2 separate regions of the Hordeum vulgare genome follow, and region 1 is linked to region 2. The links are chromatin contacts, called in public Hi-C maps. All regions are on one chromosome and are shown on one strand. The core of a region is the stretch at or near the end of the contact, and the rest is flanking DNA. Distances in the headings are between cores, read along the strand shown.

Region 1 (5,530 bases), core at 823-3,322, 120 kb after region 2:
TCGTCTTACTCTGTATGTGGTAACACAAAAAGAAAATAACTTTCAAGAACACCAATGGAGTCCAAAATACCTAGGACTGACACGGGCTATCACACAAGCCAAAAAGCGGAAATGAGTGGACGGTGCGGGGAAAGAATAGGAGAAGCGAGAGACTTCATGGCGGACGCTTGCCACGTTTTTTCAAACTCAAGACTAACCATTGATTGGATTGGATTCCCGCGCTTAACCAACGATCATCTTTTTTAAACCGATGACCTATTTAAAAGCTTTCATCATGGGCTATGTATGTATGGTCTTACTCTATATGATAACACAAAAGGAAAATAACTTCTAAGAACAACGATGGAGTCCAAAATACCTATCATCGACACGGGCTATCACACAACTCAAAAAACGGAAACAAGTGGAGGACAGAGGAAAAGAATAGGAGAAGCGCCAGACTTCATGTCGTACGCTTGCCACCTTTTTCCAAACTCAAGAGTAACCGTTGATTGGATTCCCGCGCTTAACCAACGGTCGTCGTTTTTCAAACCGACCAGCTCTTTAAAATCTTTCATCATGGGCTAAGTGCGTATTGTCTTACTGTATATGATAACACAAAAGGAAAATAACTTCTAAAAACACCGATGGAGTCAAAAAATACCTAGGACCGACACGGGCTATCACATAAGCCGAAAGCGGAAAACGAGTGGATGACACGGGAAAAGAATAGAAGAAGCGCGAGACTTCATAGTGGATACTCGCCATCTTTTTTCAAACTCAATAGTAACCGTTGATTGGATTCCCGCGCTTAACCAACGATCATTTTTTTACAAACGGATCACTTCTTTAAAAACTATCAACATGGGCTAGGTGCGTATCGTCTTACTCTATATGATAGCACAGAAAGGAAACTTACTTCTAATAACATTGATGGAGTCCAAAATACCCAAGACCGACATGGGTTATCACACAAAACGAAAACGGAAATGAGTGGACGGCGCGGGAAAGGAATAGGAGAAGTGTGGGACTTCATGACGGACGCTTGCCACCTTTTTTCAAACTCAAAAGTAACCGTTGATTGGATTCCCGTGCTTAACCAATGGTCATCGTTTTACAAACCGATCACCTTTTTAAAAACTATCAACATGGGCTAGGTGCGTATCGTCTTACTCCATATGATAACACAGAAGGAAACTAACTTCTAATAAAATTGACGGAGTCCGAAATATCCAGGACCGACACGGGTTATCACACAAGCCAAGAATGAAAATGAGTGGACGACGCGGGAAAAGAATAGGAGAAACGCGGGACTTCATGACGGATGCTTGCCACCAATTTTCAAACTCAAGAGTAACCGTTGATTAGATTCGCACGCTTAACCAACGGACATCGTTTTACAAATCGATCACCTCTTTAAAAAATATCAACATAGGCTAGATGCGTATCGTCTCATTCTATATGATAACATAGAAGAAAATAACTTTTAAGAACACCGATGAAGTCCAAAATACCTAGGACCGACATGGGCTATCACACAAGCTGAAAGAGGAAACGAGCGGACGACGCGGGAAAAGAATAGACGACGCACGTGACTGCATGGCGGGCGTTTGCCACCTTTTTTCAAACTCAAGAGCAACCGTTGATTGGATTCGCGCGCTTAACCAACGGTTGTAGTTTAAAGCAAAAATTCAAATCCATTCCAAGTATAATCTCACAACCATCTACCCATAGAACCTCATCACGCCTTGGATGGTGTATGATCACCTTGCCCTATCCGGCAACACGGTTACAACTACAATTAGGCTCCTGGAAACACACCTGAAAGAGTGCACATTTACACCGGGGCCTCCTGCAAAGCCTTTTACAAGCAGGACCTCGCAGGCCACACGAAATCGCGAGAGGAGTACATACAGAGTTTGTTTCCAACCCAACAAAGAGGAGCAGATAAAAATAAAAATAAAAAAGACCCGTAGGGGAGGCAGTTTGTTTGCGGATCGGGTCCATATCCGAACTGCTTTTCGGCTGGGTGCAGGCAGGCCGCACCACGCCTCCCCCTCCCTCCACTACAAGTAGCCGCGGCCAGCGCCCGCAGGAAGAGAGAGGCAGGAGGCGCAGAGAGATCTGAGCAGGGGAGCCCTCGGAATAAATCACGCCAAAACCCAACCCAAAGCGCGCAACAGAAACACAACACCACGACGGAAGCCGACGCCGCGGGACAGAGGTAGACGCAGATCCGTCTCGCCGATCGATCTCGCTTCCCGTCCCGTCCCGTCGACGCGCCAGGAGCGGAGAGGGGAGGACGGCGGGGGAGAGGAGCTGCCCGGATCCGCGGCCTGAGTTGTAAGTGCTCCCTGCCTCGAGATCTTCTCTTATGTTTTTGTTGGTTTTGTCAATCTATGCGCGGCGAGGGCCTCGTTTTCGTGCTGGGTTCGTTCGTCGCTGGCGGATTGCGTGTTTGATCTGTGATCCGGGCGAGGCGGGGGCTGACGGGATGGGTGCTGTTTTTTTTTTTGGCTGTGGCGTGCAGGATCGGGGCGTGATCCGCAGTTGTGCGGCAATGACGGCCGAGGGGACGGCGCGCAGCGGCGCCGGCGAGGCGCCCAAGGCGGAATTGGCGGCCACCAAGGTGGTCTCCCCCACGGGGGAGGAGCGCGAGGGGGTCGGCGGCCCCTTCGTGATCGTCAACGGCGACTCCGACGGCCACTCCGACCCCGGCTCGGACGTGGGCGCCGTGGCCGAGGCGGATTCCCGCTCGGAGGAGGAGGATCTGCCCCGGGCCAATGCAGCCCCGGCTGCTGACGCCGGCGGAGATCACCCCACCGCCGGTGGGGAATTGGCCGCTCTGGACGGCGCCGTTGGCCTTCCGTCTTCCAACGGGCATGCTAGCCCCGCGGTGGTGGACAAGTCTGAGGACGATGGTGTGGTCCAAGTCCAAGGGGAGGCAAGCCACAATTCTGAAGCTGGACTGGGGGAGCAGGGAACTGCTGCCGCTGGAGAGCTTGATGGTCAAGATGCTCCAGCAGAACTTAGGATCGACCATGCTGAGGCTGAAGATGATTCTGCTCCACCTGCGGTGGAATCTGTGCTTAATGCCAAGGATGGAGAAAGTGAGAAAAGTGCTGCCACTGAGGTTGTTGCTCCTGAAGAACAGCAGGATGGAGAGAATGCTCCAGCAGAGACCAGTGGTTCAGATGAGCCCCCCAGACATGCTGAGTCTGTTTCCGTTGTCTTGGAGTCTGAGGGCAGCGTCGAGCAGAGCAAAGGAGAAGAGGTTGTTGCTGAGATCATGAAGCCAGGTACAGATGGATCAGCTGTTTTGGGGGTGACTGGACAGCATGATGCTGACACAAGTGTGACTACTGATCCCGTGATTAACGCCGACGAGGGCAACCATGACCATGCTGCAATCACAGAGCTGGTGGAGCAGGATGGGAGCAACGTGCATGACCATGTCGACCAGATTGCTGATTCTTGCACATCTGCTCCTGGGATTGATGCTGATGGGAGCAAAGGGCTGCAAATAGAAGCACTGACTACTGAGCCTGAAGTATTGGATGGAAGCGACTGTGAAGCGACTTCTAAAGGACCTTCAGAAGAGGAAGTTGTCGCAAACGTCCTTGGCTGTGCCAAGGACACTGCTGACACTTCTTTGGAGCTTGAGGGACAGAGCGAAGTTGCCTCTGGTGTTGTTGAAGTGGAAGACATAGTAGGAAAGGATGGTGAGGGGGACTTGCATGATGGCCGCACGGCTGTTGTCCTCTCATCTGACGAGGAAGCAAAACCTCCTGCAAAGGAGGGAACAAATGAGGCCATTCCTGCTGAAGTTGTGAAGGAGGGAATAAGCGAACAAATTGTGCAAGATAATGAATCCGTCAAGGATGATGTCCCTTCTGTCATACTTCAGTCAGCAAATTCAGAAGATCCAGTTGTTGAACCTAAGGGGGATCACATACTCCAGGTAGAAGATGCTACGGGTGATGGAAACACGGCAGTTTCTGATGTAAAGGTTGCCATGTTGGAAATGAATAGAACAGATATCATTCAAACACAAGATCTCAACTCGGCATCTGAAGACAGGAGTGTACCATTGCCTGTGAATTCGTCTAACCAAGTCAAGGAGGAGGTAAACAAAGAAGTTTCCCCTGAGGATGCACTTTTAGCCCAGAATGACTGTTCTTCTGTACAGACTGGAATGCACGAGCAGTTGGAATTACCTGGCACTGGTGCAGCTGCAGCTGATAAAAGTGACAATGTTGTGGTAGAGGCAGAACCAGGTAAAGAGATGGAGGTTGTTGAAGACGTTGCGTTGCATGTGGCTGAAGCATCTACTTTCCATAATGAGCCAAGGTCCATTGATTTCATTGATAACAAGTACGTGCAACCGGATACTGAGTTGGAAATTTGTGATCATGTACAAGCGGAGGAGCGTAATTCTGATGAAATATCTAGCACCGCTATCGATGAAGTTATATCTGGTGTTTCCGTGGAACATGGAACTGCTGTGGCAGATGACGCTGAACTCAGACATGATACAGGAGATGCATCTCTTAGCGAAGCTGCTGTTGACCAAGGTGAAGCTGTTGGATTGACTGATGATAAAGCTGCTGTTGTAGATGAAGTTAAACCCTCTTCTGCTACAGGAAGTGAATCTGATGTGGCTCGTGAAGCTGGTGATGTTTCACAAATAGTCGAATCACGTGATTTGGTTACAGATTGCCAATCTAATAATGACCAGTCGGACATTCTTGACGCATCAACTACGCGTGAAGAGCTAGTTTCTCTGACTGAATATCCTAGCCTGCCAGTTGTTACATTGGAATCTGGAGTTAAGGCTCCTCACTCGAACAAGGCGACGGGGACGTCAGATAAGACATCCAAAGATACTGAAAATATAAATGCATGCAATCTATCTTCTACCGAGGTTGAAACCAAATCTTTGGAAGGTATGCACTGTTTTTATGTATTTATGTATCTTCTCCTTGAAGTTAGTGCTGAATATGGTTGTTTGTTGAAGTACAAATTCTGACCCTGGTTATTGCATAACAGTAGTGGAACCTTCATCTGTTGACGGGATAATTCCAGTGGAAGACCAGAATGATGATGAACATGCACACAAAGGCGAGGAGAAGATTGCTGACAACTCCAGTGAGTCGGCTGTTGATATTGAGAGTGACAAGGGAAATATACAGCTCATGAGGCCACATAAGTTCTTCATCGTAAAGGTTCCTAAACTTGCGGGTGATGATGTCTGGGCAAGGGTACAGGATGCTCAAGCTCATCTAGATCGCCTGACTCAAGAAAGAGATGCAATTAATGTTCGCAAGAAAAAGCAAAGGGTAACAGAGCGTCCGAATGTTCAAGTCTCCTTTTCCTTCCTTAGCACGTTTCTGACTTCTGTATTAATATATTGCAGGCTGCCTTTGAAGAGTATCGGGAGAAGTTAGACGCAGCACGAAAAGAAGAGAATGAAGCGAGAGCTGTACATTCCGGCAAGAGGAATGTTCTAGATGGTGTACGGTCAACGATTGGGAAGTTGAATCAAGCAACT
Region 2 (5,115 bases), core at 2,066-4,565:
AAATAAGATTCATAGATAATCTGATCATAAATCCACAATTCATCGGATCTCGACAAACACACCGCAAAAGAAGATTACATCGGATAGATCTCCATGAAGATCATGGAGAACTTTGTATTGAAGATCCAAGAGAGAGAAGAAGCCATCTAGTTACTAGCTATGGACCCGTAGGTGTATGGTGAACTACTCACGCATCATCGAAGAGGTCATGGTGTTGATGAAGAAGCCCTCCGTGTCCGAATCCCCCTTCCGGCAGGGCACCAGAACATGCCCCAGATGGGATCTTGCGGAGACAGAAGCTTGCGGCGGCGGAAAAGCACTTTCGATGATCTCTTGATTTTTTCTGAAATTTATGGGAATATATAGGCGAAAGACCTAGGGCAAAGGGCGTCTAGGGGGCCCACAAGCCTGGATGGCGCGGCCTCCCCCCTGGCCGCGGGGTGGGGGCTTGTGGGGCACCTTAGGCCCCCTGCCTTCTCCCAAGCTTTCCGATCTTCTTTCGTTCTAGAAAAAATCTTTTCGGGGATTTTCTTCCGTTTGGACTCCGTTTCAAAACCTCCTCTGAAAGGGGTAAAAAACATGAAAAAAACAGGAATTGGCACTTGACACTGAGTTAATAAGTTAGTCCCAAAAAGTATATAAAAGACATGCAAAACATCCAAAGTTTGACAAGATAATAGCATGAAACCATCAAAAATTATAGATACGTTGGAGACGTGTCAGTGACCATAGCAATGAAAAGCCGGTATGAACTATTTGTGTTTTTCTTTTGTAAATATGTTTAACTCAGTCACCCTGATTCTGTTTATCATGAGTGAACATGTTTGTGTGATAATTAGAGACTATAGTTGCTCGTTACATGCTTAAGTAGCTAGGAGTGTATAATGATTTAACTTGAATGTCAACATGCATTAAAATGATTGTGGTGTTGTATGATAGGATGGTATCCTCTTCTGAAGAATTCAAATGACTTGACTTAGTACATGTTCACACATGTAGTTGATTCAAAACCAGTGCACTCTTTATGATGTGTATGTCCAGAGTGTTCATGTCCTACTCATGCTCGTAGCCAATCTTAAATATTCTTGATGCATGATTATGCCAATTTTCGCTCTCTACTTGGTCGCTTCTCGACCTATTTTCTAGTATTCGTCTATACTAAGCGAAAATACTACCTATGCATCCAAATCTATGAAACCCCAAAGTTATTCTAGAGATTCAACCATATCTACCTATATACAGTATTACAACGAAGTTCCAAGTAAATTTACATGTGTCAACTTTAAACGTTCATACAAACATCTGTTTTATGTGCATTCACCGCTCACTGAGCGACGAGGCGGTCAATATCCTCCATGCTAAGTGGATTATTCTCATGAGGAGAGTTTATTCACTTGTCCTGCCTGAGAAAGGCTCGTAAAAAGGATGAACATTCCTGCATAATTCAAAAATAAATAAACAAGAACTCCCCGTGTAACATTGATTGTTTGGAGGGCACGTGAGGATTTTGTTAGCCATGGAATGTGTTTGAATGATGGAGGGGAAGTAAAATTTTCATTCTCCTTGGGAACCGCTATTAATTTTTTAGCATGAAAGATCTTGAAATCCTTTGTCATGACGTTGACCAAAAAAACACACCACCCACAATATATGTTCATCTCTATTTGAAGCTTTAAGATCTCGCACCTCTATAAATCGCAGTTTCCTTCTGCGAAGGAGCATTCTTTTACTTTCATGTTATTTTCTTTTTATTATTTGAGTCATCATTTTCTCGCTTAAAAGCACCAATCCTCAGAATATTGTTGTCATTTTTATGCATTGAGTCTAGTTAATGTTGGAAGTGAGCACGACCGAATTTTTTCTACCATTAGTTAATGTTGGAAGTGTGCATTTATGTTTTGCGGTCCGAGAAAGGGCCAACAAGATACCATTTTATCATATTAGATCATGATTATTTTTATAATTTTGTTATTTGAGATATCTTATTATTGCTTGCTAGTTGATTATGTTATTGATATGAGTAAATGTGAGCTTTAAGTGTTATAGTTTATATGGTTAGTTCATGATCTTGCTGAAAAACTAGTTACTAGTTAAGTATATATAAAATAACAACAACAAAAGAGTTTGTAAAAGTTTTTCCTTCTCACTTTCAGGTTATCAACTCGATTGCTTGAGGATAAGCAATGATTTAATCTTGGGGAGTTGATACGTCTCCATCGCATCTACTTTTGCAAACACTTTTGCTCTTTTTTAAACTATAATTTGCATGATTCGAATGAAAGTAACCCGATCGGACATTACTTTCAGCATAACTACCATGGTTTGTTTTTGTGCAGAAATAAAAGTTCTCAAAATCGGACTAAACTTTGCGGCCATTTTTATTGTATAAATAAAAAAGTTACTTGAATGAAGTCCAGGGAGGGTGCCACCTATTGGTCACAAGACAATAGGGTGCGCCCACCCCGAGGGCCCCTCAGGAGGTCATCTGACCTAATTCCAACCTTATATATTATATTTTCCTGAGAAAAAATAGAAGTTTTCATCATTTTTATGATACAGAGCCGCCGCCACCTCGTGTTCTTCATCGGGAGGGCGATTCTGGAGTCCGATCGGGGCTCTAGAGAGGGGGTTCGTTGCCATCATCATCATCATCAACCCTTCTCCATCAATAATCCCATGATGATCACCGCCCGGAGTGAGTAATTCCTTCATAGGTTTGCTGGAAGGTGATGGAGTTGGATGAGATTTATCATCTAATCGAGTCAATTTGTTAGGGTTTGATTCCTAGTATACACCATGTTATGAGATTGATGTTGCTATGACTTTGATATGCTTAATGCTTGTCACTAGGGCCTGAGTGCCATGATTTCAGATATATTCCTATTATTGTTGTATGAATATGAGAGTGTTTTGAATCCTATCTTGCAAGTTATGTGTACCTATTATGTGTTATGATCCGTAAATCCTAAAGTGATGATAATTGGGATCGTCTCCCGTGATGACTATAATATGAGGAGTTCATGTATTCACCATGTGTTAATTCTTTGTCCACGTTGTCTATTAAAAAGAGGCCTTAATATCTTTTAGATTTTTTATGGACCCTGCTACCACGGGAGGGACAAAAGACCAGTTGAGGAACCCTCTAGAATGTTCCCAAAAGCAAAAAAAAAAGTACATACTTTTTTAGGGTCAAAAAAGATAAAACAATAGAGATAAATTGGAACGCTTGATAATGGGCTGGCCCAGTGCATCGCTCGCTCGCGTATCCTGCGATGTCAATGGTCTACATTATACGCAGTGAGCGTCCTTTAGGATTTTAATCCTATTACACGAGTAGGGTGCCGCAAAGCAACGGCGCGTATACCCGCTCGCGCTGGATGCCGTATGGGCCGGCCCTTTTGAAGTGTTTTTTTTTATTTCATTTTTTTCTTTCTCTTTTGTCTTTTTATTTTCTTTCCTGATTTACTTTTTTGTCCTCCCTTTTATTATTCACTTCTTCTTGTTTTTTTGAGACTTTACTTTTTCAATTCGCGAACATTTTCTTCTTCATCGAATTCAATAAATGTTCATCAAGTTCATTTTTTGTTAATCGTGAATTAGAAAATGTTCATCGAACATCAAATAGTGTGCGTTTAATAAAAATAATGTTCATAAAATTTTAAATTTGTTCATACTTTCAGAAAGTATGAAATTGGTTCATCATTGTTTTTAGAAAATGTTCTTGAATGCAAATTTTATTTGTCAAGTTCACAAAATGTTCATTAAATAGAAAATTAGTTCATCAAATACCAATAAATGTTCATCATTATTAAGAAATGATCAAATTATATAGTATCAAAATATATTTCATTAACCTGTCAACGATTTTGAAAGTCAGAATTGTTATCGAAATCGCGAAAAAAACAATGCGGAACCTCGCGCCCACCGCCCAGAAGGGCGTATATGGAGCGAGGAGTGTGCGCACGGCCATTTCCTGGCGCGCACCGCGTCAAATAGGGGCTCCGCTCCTACTTGGTGCCTTTGGCGCGAGTTAGGAGTCGCACATGCAGTATATGGGTTGGCCCTGTTGAGGTTATTTTTTTAAGTTTGGTTTACTGGTGGACCTGGTATTGTTCATCGTTGATCGTTCCACCAGCGACCATTTCCCATGTTGACCATTGATTTTCTTAAAAAAGAGTTCATACAAAATCAAAGAAAATGAATTTTTCATTGAAATATGAAGAAATGGAAAAAGGTTATCATTTTCTTACTTTTTGCAAATTTATTTATTCCTCTACATTACTTTGGAAAGTTAAACAATTTGGATAATGACGATTTACAAAAATCAAGAAATTTTGGAAGATTTATGATTGTGAGAAAACAAATAAAAGATTTCAAAATAAAAACTTCACAAAAAATTGTAAATTTATGCGAATGTTGTGAAAAGTTCATGAATTTTGATAAAAGCGAAAAATAAAAAAAGATAACAAAAAGAGAAACGGGTGAAAAGAAAAACCCTCATGGGATCTGGGATTGTATGCGGTGCACTTGTGCTTGATGTGGTATGAGTGCACCCGTTGTCGTAGCATATGTTAAAATGTTTTAGAAAATCTGAAAAAATCTAGCATGTTGACACAACATCAATGTTTGATGTCACAAAATTTCATATCAAAATTTGAAACATTACATAAAATATAAAAAAAATTGTTTCACATCCGTTTGACAATGGACCGATTCTAAATCCCAACTTACGTTATGTGCGATCCAGTGCTGACTTTGTTATTTTTGTACCTTGAGTAGTGTTTCAAATTTTAATTTGAAATTTACAACAACATAGACCGATGTTGTGTGAATATATTTATTTTTTTTGAAAAATAATAATTAAAATACCAGTCGGCATCGGGTGCATCGGTAGCACCTCAAGAACCGGTGCACCTGATATATTCCTCTTATGTTGTGGGAAGAGTGTGCGCTAGTTTGCAGAATCCACCTTGACCAGTAGAGGTGGCGCACTGAAGTAATTTTGTGTTTACCTTTTCACCTTTTTTATATTTCTCGAATATTCTATATATATTTGAAAGTATTTTACCTTTAAATATTCATGTTTGTGTTATATAACATAAAATACACGTAATT

Evidence for each region. Hi-C and Micro-C count contacts between places; a contact is called where the count stands out from the background.
Region 1: a contact with region 2 is called in a Hi-C map of seedling, with 4 times the contacts expected there. The contact joins the promoter of LOC123399478 here to the enhancer-like site in region 2. A contact is called at or near these places in 4 of 6 Hi-C or Micro-C datasets (leaf and seedling) and 1 of 1 datasets of contacts at active chromatin or transcription factors (embryo).

The regions. Positions count from the first base shown.
Region 1 is chr5H:480,246,224-480,251,753 of MorexV3_pseudomolecules_assembly, forward strand. LOC123399478 reads left to right here and starts at 2,073. Exons shown (of 9, transcript XM_045093890.1): 1 at 2,073-2,322; 2 at 2,510-4,925; 3 at 5,029-5,318; 4 at 5,396-5,530. The coding sequence starts at 2,540.
Region 2 is chr5H:480,128,061-480,133,175 of MorexV3_pseudomolecules_assembly, forward strand. No RefSeq gene overlaps it. Among protein-coding and RNA genes, the nearest start is that of LOC123399477, 49 kb to the left of the region's middle. Within about 2 kb of position 3,316, at least 3 of the 3 cell types and tissues checked have open chromatin away from gene starts, as enhancers often do. A contact at or near this core is called in leaf and seedling, where this site is marked.